Linked DNA regions of Capra hircus: region 1 is linked to region 2. Evidence: chromatin contacts called from public Hi-C data. All regions are on one chromosome and are shown on one strand. Each heading gives the region's core, a stretch centred on a gene start, on an enhancer-like site or on the middle of the called end of the contact. The rest is flanking DNA. Distances are from core to core; before and after follow the strand shown.

What was found. A called contact is a pair of places that touch in the nucleus more often than the background predicts.
Region 1: a contact with region 2 is called in a Hi-C map of blood, with 1.6 times the contacts expected there. The contact joins the promoter of PDZD3 here to the promoter of RNF26 in region 2. A contact is called at or near these places in 2 of 5 Hi-C or Micro-C datasets (both in blood).

What each region holds. Positions count from the first base shown.
Region 1 is chr15:52,583,783-52,588,854 of ARS1.2, reverse strand. It overlaps PDZD3 (Na(+)/H(+) exchange regulatory cofactor NHE-RF4), which reads left to right and starts at 2,588. Exons shown (of 11, transcript XM_018059674.1): 1 at 2,588-2,685; 2 at 3,062-3,089; 3 at 3,240-3,313; 4 at 3,644-3,855; 5 at 4,150-4,342; 6 at 4,434-4,570; 7 at 4,816-5,020. The coding sequence starts at 2,604. NLRX1 (NLR family member X1) reads left to right here. Exons shown (of 10, transcript XM_018059672.1): 9 at 511-762; 10 at 1,090-2,167. The coding sequence ends at 1,411.
Region 2 is chr15:52,449,814-52,455,266 of ARS1.2, reverse strand. RNF26 (RING finger protein 26) reads left to right here and starts at 3,273. Exons shown (of 1, transcript XM_005689543.3): 1 at 3,273-5,453. The coding sequence starts at 3,854. The coding sequence ends at 5,155.

The DNA of each region.
Region 1 (5,072 bases), core at 1,339-3,838, 130 kb before region 2:
GTCCAGTTGCCTGGTAACAGCACCACTGATTCCCTCCCAGGATTTTCCCTGTTGCCTCGCGAGTTTGACCCTGATGCTGGGCACTCAATAGATGCTCCCAAAGTGTTGACTGGTTGACTAGCAACCGAGATGCCTGGGTTCCTGATTTCAGGTTGGAGTAAGGGGAGATGAATGGGGTGGGAAGAAGGAGGGGCAGTTGGGAACAGAGGGCAAAGCAGGGATTGGAAGGGAGTGAAAAAAGGAGGAAGAAGGGGAGGGGGAGAGGGGAAAGGGAAGGGGGGTGTCACAAGGAGAATGGAAGGCAGGAGGAAGGGAGGGAGAAGCCAGCTTCCATTTCACTCTTCCCCCTCTGCAGTGAGCTTACCCCTATTTCTCATTTCCTGGCCTGCATTTCTCTGCATCCAGGCTGGTCTCTGCCCCAGGTGATGCACCCTTTAGGCCCAAATCCCGGTGCTCAGCACAGGGCATCTGCTAGGAGCTCTCATAACCTTAGACTGCTTGTGGCCCTAGGCTGTCCAACAACCCACTGATGGCGGCAGGTGTGGCCCTGCTGCTGGAGGGGCTGGCAGGAAATACCTCCCTGAAACACCTCTCTCTACTGCACACGGGCCTTGGGGATGAGGGCCTGGAGCTGCTGGCTGCCCAGCTGGACCGAAACCAACAGCTCCAGGAGCTGAACGTGGCCTACAACGGCGCTGGTGACACGGCGGCCCTGGCCTTAGCCAAGGCTGCCTGGAAGCACCCTTCCTTGGAGCTGCTGCAGTGAGTTTTCCTGCCCCTACCCCACCCTGTCCCATCTCCCCATCCCCCATCCGTGATGGGCCCTTCCCCTGCCCTGATTCTCCACCACTGTTTCTCTTAGGGTCCTGGTGGCCTGGTTCCTATCGACTGTGGTCCCACTGAATTCTAGTGCCATCCCTGCCTCCCAGTGGCCACCGCCCTCTGTCTCTGGCATATTGCAGACACTTTCCCCATCGCATTCCACAGCTAGGGGATGAGTTATGAGACCCTTCGCTTTCTGTCCACCCGCCCTCCGCCTTCCTTCTCGGAGCCCCACTGAGTGGCATCTACTCTGCTCTCTCCCACTAGTCTCTACTTCAACGAGCTGAGCTCAGAGTGCCGCCAGGCCCTGCGGGACTTGGGGAGCACTGCAGAGGGCGGTGCCCGGGTCGTGGTGTCGCTGACGGAGGGGACAGCAGTGTCCGAGTACTGGTCGGTGATCCTGGGTGAAGTCCAGCGGAACCTCAACAGCTGGGATCGCAGCCGGGTCCGGCGCCACCTGGAGCTGCTGCTGAGGGATCTGGAAGACAACCGGGGAGCCACCCTTAATCCCTGGCGTAAGGCCCAGCTGCTGCGGGTGGAGGGCGAGGTCAGGGCCCTCCTGGAGCAGCTGGGCGGCCCTGGAAGCTGAGACCGTGGCAGCAGTGTGTGTCCCCTGGCCCCACGTCCTCTCTGTCTGTGACTCCCTACCTTCCACTACTACTTCTAGAAAGATCCATTCCGGGGATGGATGGAATGTGCACACAGGTGTGCCAGTTGCTCTCCTAGGGCATGTCCAACCATGTTCCGAGTCTGGAGTTTCCAGGATCGTGGAACATGCCTCACCTCCCTTCGGCTAGAAGGGCTGAAAGATGTGGCATTTGGTGGCCACATTGTCCCTTAGCGTGTGTACCTGCATGCTAAGTCGCTTCAGTTGTGTCTGAGTCCTTGCGACCCTTTGGGCTGTAGCCCACCAGGCTCCTCTGTCCATGGGATTCTCCAGGCAAGAATACTGGAGTAGGTTGCCATGCCCTCCTCCAGGGGATCTTCCCAACCCAGGGATTGGACCCATGTCTCCTGTGTCTCCTGCATTGCAGGCAGATTCTTTACCGCTGAGCTATTCAGGGAATACACCTGTCCTGTAGCAGCACCACCAAGCGCCTCTCTGATCATGCCACCAGGGGGCACTCTTCTCATGTCGGACTTGCTGTCCAGATGTGTTGGAGGGTTTCCGTGTCCTGCCTTTATGTTTTCTGGGGACACCCAGGTTGCCAGCAGCCACTTTCCTCTCTCACTGGTGCTGTCTCCTCACCGTCATCCCCCTTTCACCAATGGTACCCAAGCTCGGTGGCCCCTAGGGACGTGGGCACTGACTTGCTTCTATTAAAGAGCTGTGTCTTCCAACTACTGTGGCCTCTATTTTGCCTGTTGCTTTCAAGAAAGGGTGCTGTTCTTGGTCATTCTGGTTAGACCACTGGCCACTTTCTATTGCAGTTGTTTCTTGGGCACTAAGTTCAGAGGCAGTGAGGGCTGGGGAGGGGGTGGTACATGAACTAGATGTTGGGGTTGGTGGGTGGCCTTATTGGGCCATAGGGCTTCTGTCACCCATGTCATACACTTATCCCAGGCTTGGAATTACAGTGACCAGCAATTATAGTGACCTTTCTCTGCGCAGAGGGGTACCTGGGACAGCGGCAGAGCCTCCTGAGAAAGTCAGGGCTCAGGAATGGGGCGGGAAGGACATACACACTTCCCCAGAAGACAAGACTCTCCTCCCCTTAACCATTACCCAGCTGCTTCTAAGGCAGTGTCTTGAAGGAGGCGGGACGTGGGGGCGGGGGTAGATGGGAGGATCAGCTGGTTTCGATGGACCTTGTCCTTACACTGGGCGCTGGGTCGCAGATCCAGCCATGGAGGCAGCTGCAGGTAGGAGGCCGGGAGAAACCCTCCTGAGGGGACTTCAGGGCAGAGGGTGGATTGGAAGGGTTTGGGACTAGGACACACTTGGTATTGGGGCTTGGAGCCCTGAAAACAGACTGGAAGTTAGGAGGTGAGAGGTGAGTGGGTGGATGTGTCTGCCTTCCTGGTCCACGCCCTGAAATCTGATATGCTCAGATTTCTGTGTATATCAGGTCTGGGCCAGGGAGTGGAAGGAAGGGGAAGGGAAGACCCTTTGGGAGCAGAACACAGGGCAAGTCCTGAACTTGGGGGTTCCCCTAAGTCCTTTCAGTTAACGACCATGGAAGTGGAGTCTCGGTGGGGAGACTGCCTCTTGTCCCCTCACCCCTTCTTTGCCTGGCAGATCTTCAGGACACAGCCTCCTTGGCCCTGTAAGTGCCGTGCTGTGAAAGACTGGGGCAAGGAGAGGAGGGAACTGAAGCTGGGGAGGCTCATCAGCTGCCTTTGGCACCTCAAGGCGAGCCTGGGACCCAAGTCTGGATGTCAGCTTTCTCCTATCTGCGTGACTTGCCTCCTTGCAGGAAGTTTGAGTTTAACCCAAAGCTGGGCATTGATAATCCTGTCCTCTCCCTGGCTGAAGACTACGACCCTTCTGGTAACCTCCCCCAACCCCTTGGGGCAACCACTTCCTTTCCCCAGAGCCACCAGGGCACCACAAAGCATCCTGTCTCCTTGGAAACCACTCACTGTCTCCCTCTGATGACAGCCGTGGTGGGGAGTGACTACCTGGAGGAGGAAGGGGGCTGGGCTTTTTCCTTCTGTCCTAGCCACTCTGCCTGGGCTGTGTTCAGCCCCACTACCCAACACCTAACTGGGCAGAAGCCTGTTCGCTGTTCAATCACATAGGCAGGGGCTACCAGGCACAAGGTGACTTGGGTCATGTCCCCTTTCCTCCGCATTTTCTGCTGCCCACCTCTCCATCCAGATCTCTCGAGCCTGGAACGGCCTCGCTTCTACCTGCTGAATAAAGAGGAGGGCAGGACTTTTGGCTTCCACCTGCAGCGGCAACCGGGCAGGGCTGGGCATGTGGTGTGCAGGGTGGAGCCAGGCTCTTCCGCCCAGCGCCAGGGTCTTCGAGAAGGAGACTGGATCCTGGGGGTGAACAACCATGTCGTGGAACATGAAGATTATTTGATGGTGAGGTTGGGCTGGAATCCCAGTAGTACGAGGGAACGTTCTGTAGCACCTGGGGGAGACAGAAGCCTCTTGGTCACCTCCCTGGGTATGTGGGGGTGACGTATCTCCCACATGGGAGGTGGGAGGGTGGGGGTTCACCTCCCCCATCTCCCAGAATTTAGGGATGTCCCAGGTCAGAATGGCTGGGTGAAGGCCTCCAGAGAGCTGGTTCCCATGGTGAAGAGTGTAGCTTCTAGGGAGGGGACCTTCATAAGAGGGGCCGGCCCAAGCCCACCCCGCGTGCCTGCTGTTCAGGTGATACGCCGGATCCGGGCCAGTGGGCCTCGGGTGTTGCTGACAGTTTTGGCGCAGCACGTGCACGAGGTGGCCCGAGCTCAGCGGGGGAACAACAACAGCCACCTTTGTCCCCCTCTCGGCCAGGGGGTCCGGCCTCGGCTGTGCCACGTAGTGAAAGACGAGGGCGGCTTTGGCTTCAGTGTCACCCAAGGTGAGCTTAGAGCGTGGGAGGGGTCAGCAGGGGGGCTCTGAGCCCTGTTGTGGGTGGACAGCAGGCAGAAAGTCACTCTTTGGGCTTCCAGGACATCGGGGTCCTTTCTGGTTAGTGCTGAGCACTGGAGGAGCAGCTGAGCGGGCAGGAGTGCCCCCTGGGGCCCGGCTGCTAGAAGTGAATGGGGTCAGTGTGGAAAAGCTCACACATAACCAACTCAGCAGGAAGGTATGGCTGCTTCCTCTTGTCCTCACCCCTCTGGGCTTGTCCCTGTCTCGGGAAGCAGGCTCTCAGTCTCCCAGTCTGATCTTGTACCTCCATCACCATCCTTCCCTTTCCACTCTGTGCTCGCCACCCCCCTCCCCTCCTGAGGGCTTCATTCTAGGGCCTAGGAAGAAGGGCTGGGAGGGGGTGCCTGCTTCTGCCCTCCCTCCCCAGTTGGTTGATGCTGATGCCCTGCTGGGTCCCCACAGCTTTGGCAGAGTGGCAAGCAGGTGACCCTGCTGGTGGCAGGGCCAGAGGTGGAGGAACAGTGTCGCCAGCTGGGAATGCCCCTGGCTGCTCCTCTGGCAGAGGGGTGGGCACTGCCCACCAAGCCCCGCTGTCTGCATCTCGAGAAAGGGCCCCAGGGCTTCGGGTTCGTGCTCCGGGAGGAGAAGGGCCTTGACGGTCGCCTCGGTGAGTGGGAGCCCTGGGGATAGGGGTGGGAGGGCGGGCCTTGGGGTGGGCA
Region 2 (5,453 bases), core at 2,024-4,523:
ATTTTCAAATAGAGATGACCCCTGCTTTGGCAGCAGTGGGTTTGAACTAGCTGTTATCTGAAACACAGTCCTGGAAGAGAAAGAAATATTATCAAGTCAGTAGAGATAGTGCTTAAGTCCAAACCACAACAATCACCTCAAAGGGAGTGTTTACAACCTCTCAGAATCAAGAAGTGCCTTGGTTTTCCCAAGCAGTGGGGGGGAGGGGGTTGTCATCCCAGCACTTCATTTGCTCTGTGGTCACATGGTACTTTATATTTCTAGCATAGGGATGGAGAGCGTTTTGCAGTAATTCACCCATAGTAATTTACCCAAAGAATGTTGACCACAGGTAACCTCTGGCTGTCTACTGCTGGAATGCCAACAGAGTCCAAGGCTGTGTCTTGTTTAAGGATGTCTCAGATCACAAAGGTAAGGCCTTGGTCCCAGGCTAATAGAAATACTGTCTTAGAGGATCCTGCCAGCTTCAAGGTCTTTCTTGGTGCAGAAAGCTGGCTGGTTAAGTACACACAGTGTAGGCACAGCAAATTTGCTGAGTTTGATTTTGGACACATTAAGTTTGAAGCACCAGTAGGCTATCCAGCAGCTGTTAAGGAAGCAGCTGGAACCTGAACTTTGAAAGACAAATTCAGGCTGAAGACACAGATTTGGGAATCACTGGTAGAGAGGAGAGGGGGCCATGGTGAGCACAGAAAGAAGACAAGAGAGGGTAAGGTCCAGAGGCCAACGGTGGAGGAAGTCACTGGTGTCAAGTGCTTCAGGAAGATAGATTAAAAACACAATAGTATTCATTGGACAAGTAAAATTTTTGGAGAGGACAGGTTATGGGTGGTGGGATCAAGTATCTTGAAGAGGAGATGGGCATTTTCGCTAAGATTTCAGATTAGGGGAAAATGAAAAAAAAAAAACCCACAAAAAAAAACCACCAGCAACAATAACCACAACAGACTGTGATATGGACAGAAGGTTAAACAAATCTTTATATTATTCTCCTTTGTGTAGAGAAATGAGGATTTTGTGGCTACAGTTTAGAGGGAATTGGGGGTAGAAACAGACTATTCTGTATATCAAACAACAATGGAGGACTTCCCTGGGGGTCCAGTGGTTAAGAATCTGCCTACCAATGTAGAGGACATGGGTTCGATCCCTAGTCCCAGAAGATCCACATGACAAGGGGCAACTAACCCTGTGAGCTGCAACTACTAAGCCCGGGCTCCACAACTACTGAAGCCCACATGCCCTAGAGCCCATACTGGGCAACAAGAGAAGCTGCCTCAGTGAGAAGCCCGAGCACTGCAACTAGAGAGAGCCTGCATGTAGGAATGACGATCCAGTGCAGTAGAAATAAACAAACAAATAATAACAATGGAAAGTTGGAGTCTGGTGGTTCGAGAAAGAGGGGAAATCTCAAAAGGAAGAGGAAGACAAAGGGAAAACATGTCTCAGAGAAAACATGAAGTTGGGGCCTGACAGATGTGAGAGAGAAGCTAGAGAAAAGCGTGGGGAGTTAAGAAACTGCACTATGTTCTAACCTGTACTGGGAGCCACCTGTCTTGAAAAGGTGTGCAGAATATTTCAGCCTTGAATCAGTGGTGCTTTGGGAAAGAAAGGATTCAGGCAGTGTCCAGGGTGGGGTGATAGAGACACTTTAAGAAGAAGTCTTAAAGACAGTTTAAGAAGAGTTTACTGTGCCAACTAAAAACTGTCACTAGCCACCAGTCACTCAACTTTGACATACCCTGAAGGGAATTCAGAACCAAGAGCAGGAATGAGGCACTCTATGTTCTGGGAAAAACAGGCAGAACAGGCCTTCAGATAGTTATTTTCAGGAGATTTTTATGAACACAAATTCTTGCACCTTCTTATATCTAAAAAAGTACTGTAATCATTAATGGAGATATCTGCTTCTCATGACTAGCAGCAAACTTCCTGTGACCAGCAGCAGCCTTCTGTAAAAACATGTGTGAAAAGATTGCACGTCTGCCCAATTACCTACCAAAATTACATATATATATTCAGCTCCCCTCTTACCTCTTCTGAGCAGTTCCTCAGAACTATTCGAGAGACTGTCTGCTGGCCTATAGTCCTCGTTTTACCCTAAGCAAAACTTAACTCCCAACTTTCTTGTTGTGCATTGTTTCCAGGGAACAAATGCAAGCAGGAAATTAAAACAATAGAGGCCAGGGGGAGGCTCAGACCCCCAAGTATCCTTGGCTTTAGTAGAGAAGACCAGGCTCTCAATGTATTTGGGATAGGATCTTAGATATTTTGAATATTATTTGAATATTTTAAAAAGGGATAAAATAATGAGGCAACTACTAAGGCTGCCCAGGTGTTTAAGTAAACAAATGAATAGGGCCTGGGCTAGGAGTGTGAGCTATTTCCAGCCTGTGACCTCTTTTTCTTACTGACAATGAGGTAATCTCCTGAGGATGCTGAGAAAACGTGACAGAGCTTGAGGAAACAGTTTGGAAATAGCAGCTTGGGAATCCCCTATCACAATCTGTTTCCCTTTAAACTGCTTGTGAGCAGGCAGGTCTTAAACATTTTTTGCATCCCCAGTGCATGTGTAGCAGCTCAATACACGATGGAGAAAATGGATGAATGGAAGACAAGTGACTGAGTCTGGCTGTGGAGGTGGTGCAATCCTAAAGCCTGGTTCAGAACAGTGACCACCAATCCGGACTTTAAAAAAAAATCAAGGCTGGAGGCGAAGAGAAAGAACAGCGCCCGTAATAGCCCAGTCCAAAGTCCTGTTCCTTTAGAATCCACCTACCAATGCAGGAGACTCAAGAGAGGCGGGTTCGATCCCTGGGTCAGGAAGATCCCTTGGAGTAGGAAACGGCAACCCACTCCAGCATTCTTGCTTAGGAAATCCCATGGACAGAGAAATTTGGCCGTGGGGTCCCAGTCTGACACGACTGAGCCATGGAAAACACACACACACACACACACACACACACACACACACACACACACACACACGCACGCACGCACGCACGCACGCGCGCACACACACACACACACACACACACACACGAGTCCTGCTCCTTTAGGGGGCGGGGCTGGGGCGAGTCGCCTCTGCCCTTCAATTGACCAATCCCCGCCTCAACGGGGAGGGGATTTCAATCTGTTTCCGCCTCACCTCTGTAAAGCACTGAATATGTTTGGGCGCCGTTCAAACGGACCAATGAACGCTCGATGTTTCCTGTGGTTGAGTCTCACCGATTGGCCAGAGTTCGTCGCCCCTCCCTCCTTGACATGCCTCTTGCCCCACCCTTTCTCACACAAGATGGCAGCGCCCAGCGGAGTAGAGGCCGCGCCTGGGGTTTGCTGAGGCTCGCTCCCTTCCCTCCTGCTCCCTTGGGCGCAAAGCGCCGCGAGCCCAGAGAACGGGGGCCGGGAGGGGACAGGGGCACCTGCGTAGCTGGACCGCGAGCCTGCGCCCAGCCTGCGCCGCCCCCACCCGGCCCCGGCCTGGCCCGATCCCTTCCGTTCCCGGTCTTCTCTCGATCTGACCCATTGCCCGGCCGTGGTACGCCACCAGCAGGCCTCCAAAGCTGAGATTTTTCCTCCAGCCCGGGATCATTTCCACTTTAGAGATGTTTGGCTTCTTTCTTCCCAAACAGACCGCCTTCAAAACCGGGAGTCCTGGATCGGCACCTGGCCCTTTTTCCCTCCCCTGAGACTCCACTTCTAACCCAATTCTTCCTCAGTTTCTCTCTGATTGGAGAGACCGTTCACTTCCCTTCCAGATTAATCCTTGAGCCCCCTTCCGCCCAAATATTGACAACCCTGACACCCGCCTCAGCCGGGAGCCAGACTTCTCTAGGACCAACCCCATAGCCCTATCATGGAGGCTGTGTACTTGGTAGTGAATGGGGTGGGCCTGTTGCTGGATGTGCTGACCTTGGTGTTGGACCTCAACTTCCTGCTGGTGTCCTCCCTCCTGGCTTCCTTGGCCTGGCTCCTGGCCTTCATCTACAACCTGCCACACACGGTACTGACTAGTCTTCTGCACTTGGGCCGTGGAGTCTTACTTTCACTGCTGGCCTTGATTGAAGCTATGGTCCGCTTCACCTGTGGGGGCTTGCAGGCCTTGTCTACGGTACTGTACAGCTGCTGTTCTGGCCTGGAGAGCCTAAAGCTCCTGGGGCACTTGGCCTCCCATGGGGCGCTTAGGAGCCGGGAGATCCTCCACCGGGGTGTCCTCAATATGGTCTCCAATGGTCATGCTTTGCTGCGTCAGATCTGTGACGTCTGTGCCATCACCATGAGCCTAGTGGCCTACGTGATCAATAGCCTGGTCAACATCTGCCTCATTGGCACTCAGAACTTCTTCTCCCTTGTGCTGGCCCTGTGGGATGCAGTGATGGGGCCGCTGTGGAGGATGACAGATGTAGTGGCTGCCTTTCTAGCCCACATTTCCAGCAGTGCCGTGGCCATGTCCATCCTTCTCTGGACCCCCTGCCAGCTAGTGCTGGAGCTCTTGGCCTCAGCTGCCCGCCTCCTGGCCAGCTTTGTGCTTGTCAATCTCACTGGCCTGGTGCTGCTGGCTTGCGTGCTGGCAGTGACAGTGACTCTGTTACACCCAGACCTCACCCTGAGGCTGGCCACCCGGGCGCTCAGTCAGCTCCATGCCCGGCCATCCTACCACCGGCTCAGAGAGGATGTTGTGCGGCTCTCTCGGCTAGTTCTGGGCTTGGAGGCCTGGCGCCGAGTCTGGAGCCGTAGCCTGCAGCTGGCGAGCTGGCCAAACCGGGGAGGGGCCCCTGGAGCCCCCCAGGGTGGCCCTAGGAGGCTGCCCTCAGCCAGGACATGGCGACAGGATGCTCTTCCTGAAGCTGGGCCCCGATCAGAGGCAGAAGAAGAGGAGGTCAGGATGGCCAGAGTGACGGCTGCCCGGGGCCGGGAGAGGCTCAACGAGGAGGAGTCTGTAGCTGGGCAGGACCCGTGGGAATTGCTGAAGGAGCAGGAGGAGCGGAAGAAGTGTGTCATCTGCCAGGACCAGAGCAAGACGGTGCTGCTGCTGCCTTGCCGGCACTTGTGCCTGTGCCAGGCCTGCACTGAGATCCTGATGCGCCACCCCGTCTACCACCGCAACTGCCCACTGTGCCGTCGGGGCATCCTGCAGACCCTCAACGTCTACCTCTGAAGGTTTCCTCCCTCCTGCCCACCCCTCCATGCTCCACGCAGCCAGCTGTGCTCAGGCCATGTTCACACCTGATCTCTGGGTCCCGGCCTGCATCCCCTGCTGCCCCCATAGTCATCGTGCTGAGTCTCTAAGCTGCATCTCCAGGACACTGAAGTGGGAAACCCTGAAAGACTGTGACTTGGGTAGGGGCAGGGTAACAGCTTTTCCTTACCCTGTGTGTCCCTGTGATGCCAAGGGTGGTGAGGGTGTCACTCTGCAAGGCCCCGGAGACTGTTCACTGTGGACTCCCCTCCAGCCA